2 separate regions of the Macaca mulatta genome follow, and region 1 is linked to region 2. Evidence: chromatin contacts called from public Hi-C data. All regions are on one chromosome and are shown on one strand. The core of a region is the stretch at or near the end of the contact, and the rest is flanking DNA. Distances in the headings are between cores, read along the strand shown. Region 1 holds the start of LOC144338321. Region 2 holds the start of ERCC4 (ERCC excision repair 4, endonuclease catalytic subunit).

Evidence for each region. Hi-C and Micro-C count contacts between places; a contact is called where the count stands out from the background.
Region 1: a contact with region 2 is called in a Hi-C map of fetal cortex germinal zone, with 4 times the contacts expected there. The contact joins the promoter of LOC144338321 here to the promoter of ERCC4 in region 2. A contact is called at or near these places in 2 of 14 Hi-C or Micro-C datasets (cortical neurons and fetal cortex germinal zone).

What each region holds. Positions count from the first base shown.
Region 1 is chr20:15,343,063-15,349,430 of T2T-MMU8v2.0, reverse strand. It overlaps LOC144338321, which reads right to left and starts at 3,125. Exons shown (of 3, transcript XM_077987051.1): 1 at 3,018-3,125. The coding sequence starts at 3,125. All of the region lies in intron 5 of MRTFB (myocardin related transcription factor B), which reads right to left.
Region 2 is chr20:15,078,856-15,085,129 of T2T-MMU8v2.0, reverse strand. ERCC4 (ERCC excision repair 4, endonuclease catalytic subunit) reads right to left here and starts at 4,846. Exons shown (of 12, transcript XM_077987064.1): 1 at 4,628-4,846; 2 at 2,798-2,978. The coding sequence starts at 4,834. It also overlaps the pseudogene LOC712708.

The DNA.
Region 1 (6,368 bases), core at 1,876-4,375, 270 kb before region 2:
TCCCTTGACACTCATGGTTGAACCACACAATGACAGGAGCCCAGGTCCCCAGGTCACTTCTTGGAGGACAGCTGTCTAGGATAGTTGTCCTGCCCACACTGGACTATGTTTTGAGCAAGAAATGCACTTTGAATGGTTAAAACACTGCGATTGGGGGTTGTCTGTTAGGGCAGTTTTAGTCAAAGTAATCAACACATAACTCAATTTTCTTTCTGTAGTATCTTATTTTTCACCATTACAGAGTCCTTTATATCAAATATCATTTTTTCCTCTTAAAATCCATTTGCCTATAATAAATATGGAACATAACTAGCTAGTAGCTTTAGAATTATGATTCATTTATCTCAATAATGACTCAGGTTAAAACATTTATCTGAATTAAATCATCTCAATTTTTTTGATTTTTTTCCTGAAAATTTATAATTATCAATTCTTCAGTAGTCATGTGAGAGTGGTTTGTAATACTCTTCTTAGTTGTAGATCCAGAAATTAAAAGCTCATGTATGTTAAGTGTAATTAGAGAATGTTTGAAGCCGTTTGTAGACAAGTTAAAAGTTGAGATTTCCTATTGCTGCTTTGACAAAAGAAACTAGTCTAAGGAGAATTTTCTATTTTGAATTTGTTCAGGGGAATTCATGATATTTATTGCTGTTCTTTCATACAGGAGAAAATAATTAAATATTCCAACCACATACACTGGCTGGTATTTATCAAAAAGCTTATATAAGCATCAACAAAGCTGTGAGATGATATGCTTTATTATCCAAACAATTCTCTGCGTGATGACAACTATTCACAGGTGGTCAGCAGTTAGAACTTTTTCCTCTTTTAAATTTTCAAAAGGTATTGCTAAATTTTCTTGTTAAGGCATTCCATCAATTCTTGAATCCTACAATGTTTGCTAATAAAGGCTGTTTTCCCCTCATAATAATTTCAGCCAACTAGCACTGTCAACAATTACAAGATTCTAAAACATCCCAATATAAGGAAGTAAGCAAGCAACTACTTGAGAAGCAGAGTGGCCTTCCAAGCCCTGAGAGTAGACACATATCAGACATATGAGAGCCCAAGCTTGTGTCTATGTGATTAAAAAATTAAATGAACCCAAATTTATCCCTCCTTCATTACCCAGAAACTTATAATTCAGACATTAAAAAAATTCTAAAGGTTGCTCTTTCAAATAACCCAAAAACAAGTTTTCCAAAAATGAGTAGAAAACCACTGTTGATATAAAATATGATAAATATTTTTAATCAGTGTCCTTTAAAACATGAGGTATAAACTATTGGGGATATTATTAATAGTCATTTATATATTTGTCTCTTTTGACAAAACAGCACAGATCTAATTTGACTCCAGGGTATCTTAGAGTAAAAAGTTAACCAAAAGTATTTGAACAACTGCTGCCATCTCAATCAACTTCCATGGATTCATGTAAACGATGCAGGACCCAATACTTAAAAGCAGATGAAGTTAACCAGGAGTTTGTCCCAAAGTTAAATTCTACAAATCTGATGAGCTAAACATTGTTGTTCATCTGCAGGCAGGATCAGTGACATACTGAATTTTGGGAGTTCAGTTTTGCAAAGAGAACCAAGTTATTTTTATATGACTCCAAATTTTGAAAGTGCCTATCATTTTTATTTTTTCCACTCTAATTAAATCCAGATCTAATCCTTTCAATGTCACTAACTTTGAGGCAGCAAATCGCCCTTAATGTCTATATACGTTATTTTAGCTTCAACCCTATCTATTAGATGAGTAGAATCTATTAAATGAGTAGAAATATTTAGTCTGTTGAGATATAAAGCAAAACCCAGTTCAGTGCAACTACAGAAAGACATTAATTTTATCATCCGATTATTTCTGTGGAGTGTTTTAAAGTTTCTCACCTCTACCTCTTTATATCAATGAATTTAACAAAACAATAAGATATATAAGACTTGTATTTTGTAAATATATGCAGGATTTTAAAATTTAAATTTTAAATAGAAGGAAAAAGAAATATGAAAAAAGCAAGAAGAGAGATGAGAAACATATTAACGAGGCATCTTATAAAATCACTATTAGGTATTGTTTCTCCTCATTGTACAAACGAGGAAGTTAAAGCTCAGAGTAGTAAGCTTGTCCAGGATCACAAACCTGGTAAATGGTGAATGTAGGATTTGAATTCAAGTATTTCTCACTCCAGGGTCTATGCTGCTTTGCCATTATACTATTGCACCTGTATAAATCGAAAGCATGGTCAGAATTGTTATGGAAAGAATCTGTACATTATGTAATTGTCTCAACTCTATTTTGTGGTTCCTGTTGATGATTCCCTTACTCTGTTTTTATATTTTTAATCCTTGCTTTCTATGTGCCTTAATCCCATTGCTGTTGTGACATCTTTTTATTTCTCCTATTCTGTTTTCCTCTACTTTCCTAGTTTTTTAAGTACACAAAAATGTTTTAAATTTATAGTATTATTAGGAGCTTGACACTTGAACTTGACTTAAATGATAGATAATTCTCAAACTTTTAAAAAATTAATGATTTAAGAAATTTAGGTTTCCTTCAATGAGTCTCCAGAAATGCGTCCTCAAAATTCCACTGGCATTGATTTTTCTAAAAATCGACAGTAAGACATGCTGTGCACAAGCAGAGGCAACTCCATTGTTTGGTTCCTAGCAACAGCTATTTATACTTCATTGTGTGTCATTTATTTTGACCTAGGAGTTCTTCCTACCCATACACAAAAGTAGTTCAACTCCAGCAAGTCTAACTCTTGTTTCTTCTTCTTATCTTTTAGAAGAAGCTCAAAGCACTACTTAGGCCAATTAAGTGTACATTTACTCTCTGGGTCTCTACAAGACAGGCAAGAGCGAGCGGGGAGGCGAGGGGGTGGCTGATGGCAGCAGCTGAAAAAGGGTTGTTGTGGGTTTTTTTGCTTCCCAAAGATGACTAGGAAACCAATTTTCAAATTAAACAAGCATTGAGAAGAGTGACCCTCATGTCTCAAATTCAGGAAAACTTACTCTCTGTACACCCTGAATTTCTTCAACACTGGCTACAGGAAGGCAAGCTGTGTACCAGTCTTGCCATGCTTCCGTATGCCAGGACAGAGGACAGCAATGCCCACACATTTGGCTCTTTCCTTAAATCAGTCAGTGAGGTGCCTGTGCAGTGTTTACTAACAATAATAATTGACCGTATTTATTCTCAAGCTTATTCTTTGCTTGCTTTGTTACAAAACAAAATGAAGCTATGCAATGTGCTTTTTAAAACAAAAACGATGCTATGCGCATTATAACCAATTAACCTATCATTTAGGATTTAAGAGCTAGCTACCTTCCTGGTTTTAAACAGTAAAAATCATAAGTATCTTAACTGAAAAAATGAATTTTGCTGGAATTATGTGTTTGGAAACCTAAAAGAAGCAGTGTTCTCACTAACATAGAAAAGGAAATGGCCTCTCCGAAAAGAGAGAGGGAAGAGAAAAAAAAGGAAGAAAATATACAAAATGAACCTGGGAAGATTTTACTAAAATGAGGACAGGCTGTGCAAGTACCCTTACTGTATTAATTACTGCAAAAGCCCTACAATTCCATCAGCTAATGAATCTTTAGTAACAGCTACCCAGAACAGCATTAAGCTTTCATTTCAAAGAACTTAGAACGTGTAAGGTACATGAGTGAACAGAGAGAGCAGACACACGGCATGGTAACAGACAGACACGCTCAGTTGGCTGACCAGAATATGAATTTGGCAGTTTTGCCCCTGTCCACAGAGAGACTGACCTTCCTTGAGACTTTTCTGGTTGCTCCCCTCAAGGCATTCCTTTTCTTTTAATGGTTCAAAATCCCCAGCAGTTAAAATCTCTGGGAAGCCCTGTTGCTGCTTCTTGGAGCTATCGATCATGGTGAGAGGCTTCTGGAGACAGGCAGCATCAAGCAGGAGAAAAGCTTAATTTGCAGAAGAGCGAAGTGTGGTGCTCAGAACACTCTGGTCCCTGGGTCCCTGGTTGCTCCCCACAATACCCCAATCACTGGCCAATTATGTCTTTAAGCAGCTGAAGGCAGCCATTACCCTTTAGTTCCCAGCTTGACCTGCAAATACACTCATGCGGCTGTAACTCTCTCCCACATCGGGAGGCAGAGCCACACAGGCACGATTCTAAAATCCCACCCCTTTTCCCAGCCAGCCCCCTTTCCCTTGCCATTCCAGCTTCCCCCGCGCTGGGGACTTCAATCTGCAGTTTGATGGTCCGAATCATCTGACAAACACTGAGTCAAGCAGTTAAAAATAAATCTTCTAGTTGTTAAAAGAGAAGACTTTGCTGATACCTAAGAAGACAAATTGCTGCCTGTGGTCTCTCTCCCGCTCTCTATAAACACAGCCACAGGCTGTGGAAATACTTTATACTGGCCAGACAAGCACATCCATTACTCATTAAGTTCTCCAGCTACACAAACGGCAGTCTAGGGCATCTGAAGGAAGCGGCTCTTATCTCCGCAGAGGCACACACTGAATAAACATGCTACCAGCATATGTGAATGAAGACAGAGTCATTTCACTACCAAAGTTCTTTTGTGGTGTGCTTTGTGCTGCATATGGCTCTTCCTGGCAAAGCCGATGCTCTTTGTAATAGGGAAATGTACTGTAATTGCAGCTTTCTTCCTTTGGCAATTCAGACTCAAGCAGCAGTTTTCCTTAGTGCCACTAGTCGGCTGGGAGAGTTAACATCGCCATGATTTTTTTTTAAGGAAAATTCTCCTCCCATGCATTAAAAGTGGCAACACTGAGAGCTTCTATTTCATAACAGAGTAAACCAACGACCAGCCCAAGTTTAATTTTACATGAGCTATCAAGGATGGGCACCTCTCCTGCAAGTCACAGGCTGCTGTTCACTGCGTATAGGGACACTGCTGGCAGGAAATCTCTAGATACAGGAATTCCAGGCAAATGTGGAGATAAGCCTGTCTCCAAATACTCCAGATATATATCTCTGTAGCCAAAATAATCTGATTTTTTAAAAATAGTTCAAAGTGTGTTCCTTTGCAAAGAGTTTCCATAAAACCCATCAGAGGTTATAAGAGCAGTAGACTGTGAATACTGTTACATGAGGTTCTGTTTTGTCCACTTTTTAAAAAATTTTTAAAAATAACTTCTAGCAGAGTGCTTGGAATATTAGGTGTTCTCAATAAACATTTGCAGCATGGTTGAGTGAATGAATTAAAGTAGAAGACAGTGTATCAGGAAAACTTCCTTTAATAATACCCAGAATTCTAAAGAAGTCCTGGGTCAATAACTAAGAGTCACTAATTTTAGATGAGCAACTAAATAAGTTCTCTAAAGGAAGCACATTTTCTCTTTAAAAGAAAATATACAGACACATTTTAATCGTGCACCTGATGAAACCCTCCTGTGGGATAAAGGCTTACATGTTTACAGACAGAAAAATCAAAATTCTTTCCACCACTTAAACACAGGTGGGACTGGATGAAGTATTCTCTCCTTTGTCCTTGATTCCAAGGCTGGTATGCACTAAACCCATATTGTTCTAGAAAGATTGCTATCTATCCTTTTTCAGCATCTCACAGGACATGCTTCTTGTCAACTGAAATTCCTTCTGAAGCAATTTAAGTCTCCATCCTTGGCAGTCCAAACCTTAGCAGGAACAAATATTGACAAGCTTATCACACTCTCAAAAATGCCCTCAAACGTTCTGTTACTATCTCTGACCCCAACACTTGTATTCTAAAGAAACTACTCCTGCACTTTTAAAGGAGTAATAAAAATAACCATAGTTCTTTGAGGACATTCTTTAGGTGGGTCGCTTAATTAGATGTTTTGCAAAGTTCATCTAATTTAACCCTCCACAATCAGTGTGGTCGCTATGATTATTTGTGTACGTTACAGACATTTTACATGCCAAGGCTCAAGTCACAAAGCTTGTAAGTAGCAGGTATGGAATTTAACCAGTCTTAGTTCTCCAAAGCCCAAGTCTGTCTGTGGCCTTGCCCTGCTTTCTGTCTTCTAGAATATGCTCCAGCTCCAGGTTTTAATTTCATCTTGAGACAGGGTTAACAGCAGAAGCCATGACTTTGATGGTCCCCTAGTAATTCTACTCCTGGTGAGAGAAAAGCAAGCCAACATAATCATACTAAAATGATTTTATGAAAGCATTTTAATTACTCATGAAATAATAATAGCAGCCAACTTTATTTAGTGCTCACTGTATGCTACAGACTATATTATCTCATTTATCCTACTGCAAGACTTGTGAGTTCAACATTATTTTCCCGATCTACACATGGGAAAATGCAGGCTTAAAAAAATCAGCGGTGGGTCACGCCTATAATCCCAGCATTTTGGTAGGCCGAGGT
Region 2 (6,274 bases), core at 3,597-6,096:
TAGTCACACCAACTCAAGACACACTTTTTCGAAAAATAAAAATAAAAATAATAGAAGCAGGTTGGGTTTTTGGAAGGAGTTTTGGTCCCACAAAAGCCTACTGTAGATTTTTTTGTTCCTGTAACATTTTGTATCTCATACTGTACTATAATTACTTCTTTACTTATCTGTCTCCTCCACTAAACTGCCCGAGAACAGGAACATCGTAACACCACCAGGCAGAGATCATAGAGATCATAGAATGCTGACTATGTGCCATGATACCAAGTATTTTACATACGGCATTTCATTTCACCCTGACAATCCTAGGAGGAAGGTACTATCTTTATCACCAATGTGCGGGTGAATAAGCTGAGGCATAGAGACATTAAGAAACTTGCCTAAAAATACACAGCTGGTGCGAGATGAAAAGAACTCAAACCCAGAAGCAGTCTAACTCACGAGGTCACCATACTGTCCCATTCATCTGTCTATCTTCAGCACCCTTCCTGCCACACAAGGGACCCTCAGTGAGTTAAACATTTGTTGAATGAACGTAAGGTGGGGGCACAGCACTGGGAACACAAATCTAAAGTGTAACCGAAAAACACATATATATTCCCCAGAAAGTGTGTTCTTAGTTCCGTCTGGAGATGTCACGGTCATTCTGGTAATGAAAGCATCCTCCTGTCCTGTTCTTTTCCAAGTACAATCTCAGCAGGTATTTACACAGTTCTCCCACGTGTTAGGAGTTCTGGTTAGTAGGGACTCCCAGGGTGGGGTGTGGTGGGACTAATGGGTAGTGACAGGTGAAGAAGCTGGGGCTGGGGGATTCAGCCTTTCCAGAGGGTCACCTGCACTTCATGGACTGCCCTTTGGTCAGTCCTGGGGGATGATTCCAGGGAATGAAAGAACTAGAAAGAAGTCATTTTTGGCATTCATTTACATTCCACTCAGCCAAGCATCAGTAACAGCTTCAGCTTCATTATTGGTTGGGCTTTGATCAGAAAGGAAGAGGAAATTTGGCATTTTTCATTAGGAGCTTCATATAAGCCAGACTTTAACATTGCATAGATTCACATTGCTCTCTGCCTGATTAGGTTGCACTGTAACTGAAAGTCACAGAGTATTACTGACACCTAGTGGTAGTTTCAAACACAACACAAAATTTTTTTTAATCAATTTAAAAAATAAAGTAAAACCAGCTTATAAGAAAGCAGCAAACGGTAAAAGACTGGTGTATCAAGATTTCTGGTTATAAAAGGCCAATTTTATTTGGTATCAATTACTAAGAGTTTGTTGTGTACCAGGCACTAGACTAAGCAATTATTTTATTAACTTAATCCTTACAATAACTTTAGGAAACAGTTTTCTTAATGAGAAAACTGGGGTGAATGAAAGTTAAGAAGCTTGCTTCGTAAGCAGGGTGTTAGCATTCAAAATCAGGTGAGCCTATGATACTGTTTATAACAATTATAAAAGTTATAAAAGAGTAACCAAACTTCTTCAATCGGTTTACCACTGAAGCATTCATTCACACATTTATCAAATTTTTCTTGAGGGTCATCTAGGTTCAGGGTAATATGACAGATATGGTGGGAAGTAAGTTTATGAATTTCAGAGTCTCTCGCCTCCAGAAGTTCACCAATGATCACAGTACTATATACGTCCATCATTCACCCAACAAATATGTCTTTAGTACCTACCATGTGCCAGTTACTTACCCTGGGATAAACAACTTGTTCCTTATGCTTAAGCTTATCTTGTGAGTGACAGACAGACAAACACACAAATACAATGTAGTATTGTGAGCACTATGAGTGGGGAGAAATACAGAGTAATATGAGGGCACAGAGGCACAGCCCCTACATTAGCTTTGGGGACATCAGAAAAGGTTTTGGAAAGGATAATGAAAATGAATTTCTTTTCTATTTAATTCTAGCTAAAAAACTTTTTCCTCGAAATAAGCAGGTAACTACTTGATTTAATTTCCAATAATGCCAAAAAAATCTTAAAGAGGAAAACTAAATATTTTACGAAATACACAAATATTATTTATAAACATTTCAAATCTGATTACGTTCTAAAAGCAAATGCTAATGAATTGCAAGTATTTACTGAATAAGAGCTTAGAAAACAAGGAAAAGTTAATCTTACATTTAGTTACCTATTCAGGTCACAGATAGTTATTGAGCATCTACAATGTGTCAGGTATCAGGCTGAAAGCTGGAAGCACAATGTTGAGCAAAAGGTTCCAGTAGTGCCCACTAGAAGGTTCTAACAGAGCGTTTAGCAGAGGGGACAGACAAAAATAAAAATGTACAAATTGCTCTCTCCGGTCTGTGCCTCCAAGATGACAAAGAAAAGAAGGAACAATGGTCGTGCCAAAAGGGGCTGCGGCCATGTACAGCCTACTCGATGCATGAACTGTGCCTGAGGCGTGCCCAAGGACAAGGCCATTAAGAAATCTGTCATTCGAAACATAGTGGAGGCTGCGGCAGTCAGGGATATTTCTGAAGAGAGCGTCTTCGACGCTTATGTGCTTCCCAAGCTGTACGTGAAGCTACATTACTGTGTGAGTTGTGCAATTCACAACAAAGTAGTCAGGAATCGATCTTGTGAAGCCTGCAAGAACCAAACACCCCACCCCGATTTAGACCTGCGGGTGCTGCTCCACGACCCCCACCAAAGCCCATGTAGGGAGTTCAGTCCTTCCAGATTGAAGACAGACTATTCTCTGGAGAAAAATAAAATAGAAATTGTACTTAAAAAAAAAGAAAGTACAAATTCATATACAAATAAGAATCCAAATTCTTACCAGTAATTAAATCTGAAGGTATCCTATCAGTCAAGAAGTCAACCACAAGTATCCTACTTGTTGCAAATATAACACCACCTTGTGTGTAAACTTCATAGCGACTGTTGCTTGTGATTTCATTTGTTACACGGCGAGGGAGGTGTTCAACTCCTTCTATCTTCAGCTGATTGATAAAATACTCCTAAATCAAATCAAACTTGATTAGTAGGCAACCTAATACAGGGCAGTTTTTATTAGGTTGCAGATATTTAAAATAATGTGCTGTCTTTCTCTGAGATAATGAACTTAATAATGAATATACAAACTAAGTTACTTCTTTATAGTAACTTCAACCAAACAGTCTACATTTAATGAGGTTTTTCTTGTTTTGGGGTTTACACTAAGGAATAATTGAACTTCAGTCATTATCAGCACTCAACTACAAGAACATATGCACACACACACAAAACCTGAAACTTTTAAAAGCGTGGAGTAAAAGATTTCTGCTACCTAAAAAATACTTCCCATCAAAGCCAGGTTTGTAGCCAAGCGCATTCTATGAGAAGATAACAAGGGAATCCTTTTCCCAGACAATGTTTTAGATGATCAGTTCTGTGCTGATCCATCCTAGAGGGACTTCATGTCACTGGATCCCTTGGCTTGGTTTATTTACATCCCCAGTTTAAAACCACTTTTACTAGGCACTATGTGTTGCCTTAGGCCCCTATGCCAAGTACTGGGGATACCTAGATGAATCAAACAGGGTCCCTGCCTCAAAGAGACTGTGCTCACTCTTCTCAGCTGACATTTTTGTCCTGGCCACCTGATCTATCTAGGGGATCATCAGACTTGTCAGACCAAGCTGTGTCCCCTCTCAACATCCCCCAGCCCCAAGTGTTGCGCCTTTCCATCTTTCTCAGTGTTCTTTATTCTCCTTAACTGTCGTTAACCTTTGCTAACATCCTCAGCTTCCAGATCCAATCCCTTTCTGACCCGATGGCCCTCTTAACACAGCCTTAGTGAATGCCCTATTTCCTGGTCCCTTCTTTTCCCTATTGGGGTTTTCCAGCCTCACCATCTCCTTTCATGTCTCCCCATCACCCTCAGAGACCCTTCCATCTTCATCACTGTTCCTTTTCAGGGACCATCCTTCTGCCCCCAGAAACTCCCTTAATGGCCAACTTCAGGACTCTCCCGTTATTCCTATGCAGATCCTGCTTTCGACATCTTCCCTTTCCCTTGCAGGGACCTCTGATCCTCTCCTACCACTCAGAGCCCCTTCACCTTTCAATGCCCTTGCACCCATGTCAGGGACCTGCATCCTTCTGGGGACCCCTCCCATCCCTCTTAGTGCTGTCAGGGAATTGCATCCTTCTCGGGAACCCTTCCATCAGTCTCATTGTGCCTGCACAGTGTCAGGGACCTGCATCCCCTGGGGACCCCTCCCATTTCTCTTAATGTTTTTGAACTCTGGTCAAAGACTTGCATCCTTCTCGGGACCCCTCCCTGTCCTCCCAGAGTCCCCGCACAGTGTCAGGGACTTGCATTCCTCTTAGTGTTCTTTAACTCCTGCCAGGGACCTGCAGCCTTCTCCGGGCCCCTCCAATTCTTCTCAGTGTCCCCGCACAGTGTGAGCGACCGGTATCCTCCTCGCGACCCCTCCCATACGTCTGTGTCCGCGCAGTGTGAGGCACCTGCATCCCCCTGGGGACCTCTGACATCCTTCTCTGTGTCACTGCGTAGTGTCAGGGGCCTGAATCCCCCTCAGAGCCCCTCCATCCCTGTCAGAGGCCTCGCATCCGATCAGGAGTCCCCCAACACTCCCTCATTCCCGTGCCGGCGCGGCCGCACCTCCTCGGCCGGCTGCGTGTTGAGCACCAGCACCAGGCAGGCTGGGTGGCAGTGCAGCCGGAGAAAGTGGTAGAGGAGCCGGTCCGCGCCGAGCCCGCGCGCGCACACTACCAGCCCGTCAGTGTCGAGCAGTTCCAGCACCAGCTGCCGCTCGTACTCCAACAGTGGCGCCATAGCCGTCCGTCGAGCCGGCAGCTCCGGCTCCATCGAAGCTCTTCCGGGTCGCAGCCGAACGCAGACGAAGGGAGCCGACTCAGAGACGAGAGTGAAGGGCAGCCGACTCAGAGACGAGAGTAGGCCGAACTCAACTGAAGAGAGCCGAGTCCGAGAGGACGAAAGCCAGCCGAATGTAGCCGAGGAGAGCCGAGACTGAGGCGGTCGTGGGTCGAACGCAGCCGAAGAGGAGCCGAGGCCAGGACGAGAGTGCGCTCAGAAAGCCGAAGAGAGCCGAGCCTGAGAAGGCAAGCGTCGACCGAACTCAGCCGAAGAAGAGCCGAGTGGAGCCGAAGATTCAGAGTCACTTGGAGGGGCTGGCGCTCCGTATAGGTGTAGCTCGCAGGCAAAAGGCTTCATTTCATCCACGTCTTTTTTGAGGGTCCACATTCCGTGGTACCATAGACGCAAGCTGCCAGAAAGCAAGGGGAGGGGAAGTAAGCCTAAGGAGCTTAATCCCCAGACGTCGACAACTGAAAAAGTTACTGGTCAATATTCCAAATGCTCCTAGAGTTAGTAGCACCTGTTTCCTAGGGTGGTTTTTGGCCCTTCCTTTTGCGATTGGTCTCCATGCCTCTTTTAATTTTTTTTTTTTTTCGAGACAGGGTGTTGACATGTTGCCCAGGCTGGAGTGCAGTGGTTGTGGAATAAGCAGAATCCTTTACTAACATCAGACCCCTGTTTGCCTCCAAAAGACTTCAATACAATAAACTATTTTTAAAAATCCCTCCTTCCACTAGAGGGACACATCCCGCAGTATTTGTTCTATACCTAGAAATGCCTGATAATTGAACTAGCAGAGGAATTGTTTTGTATAGAAACTCCCCACCTTTATTATTAGAGGATAGAAAATACGAGTAAGCAAAAATGAAAATCACTCGTTTCTATTACGTGGAAATAACCACTGTTAACATCATGAAATCTATTTTATTTACTCCTTTTTTTTTCTATCTATACACACTTTCTCTCACACAAGAGTTTTTTTTTTTTTTTTTTTTTTTTTTTTTTTTTTTTTACCGATATGAGATAATTAATATCTCTGATTTAAATCCCCAACTTTGTCATTAACATTTGGCAAACCTCTGAACATGATGTTTCATATTCTTTTACAAAGTCCTTTTATATGGCTGATCAGATTTCCATAATGTGGGTGTACTTATCTAATTGCTTATTAGAGGACATTTAGTCTGTTTCTGCTTCTTCCCCCTCCAGTAATATAAATAATACTTCACTAAACATCTTTGTATGTAAATTCAACCATGGCCTTCAGATACACATCTGGAAATGAATAATTACTGGGATAAAGAGAAAAAAAATTGTAAGGCTTTTCATTACATTCACATTGCCACATTGCCCTTTAGAAAGCCTCTACCAATTTGCATTCACACCAGCCGTTTCCAAGAGGATCTGTTCCTCTACCTCTTTACTGCTTAA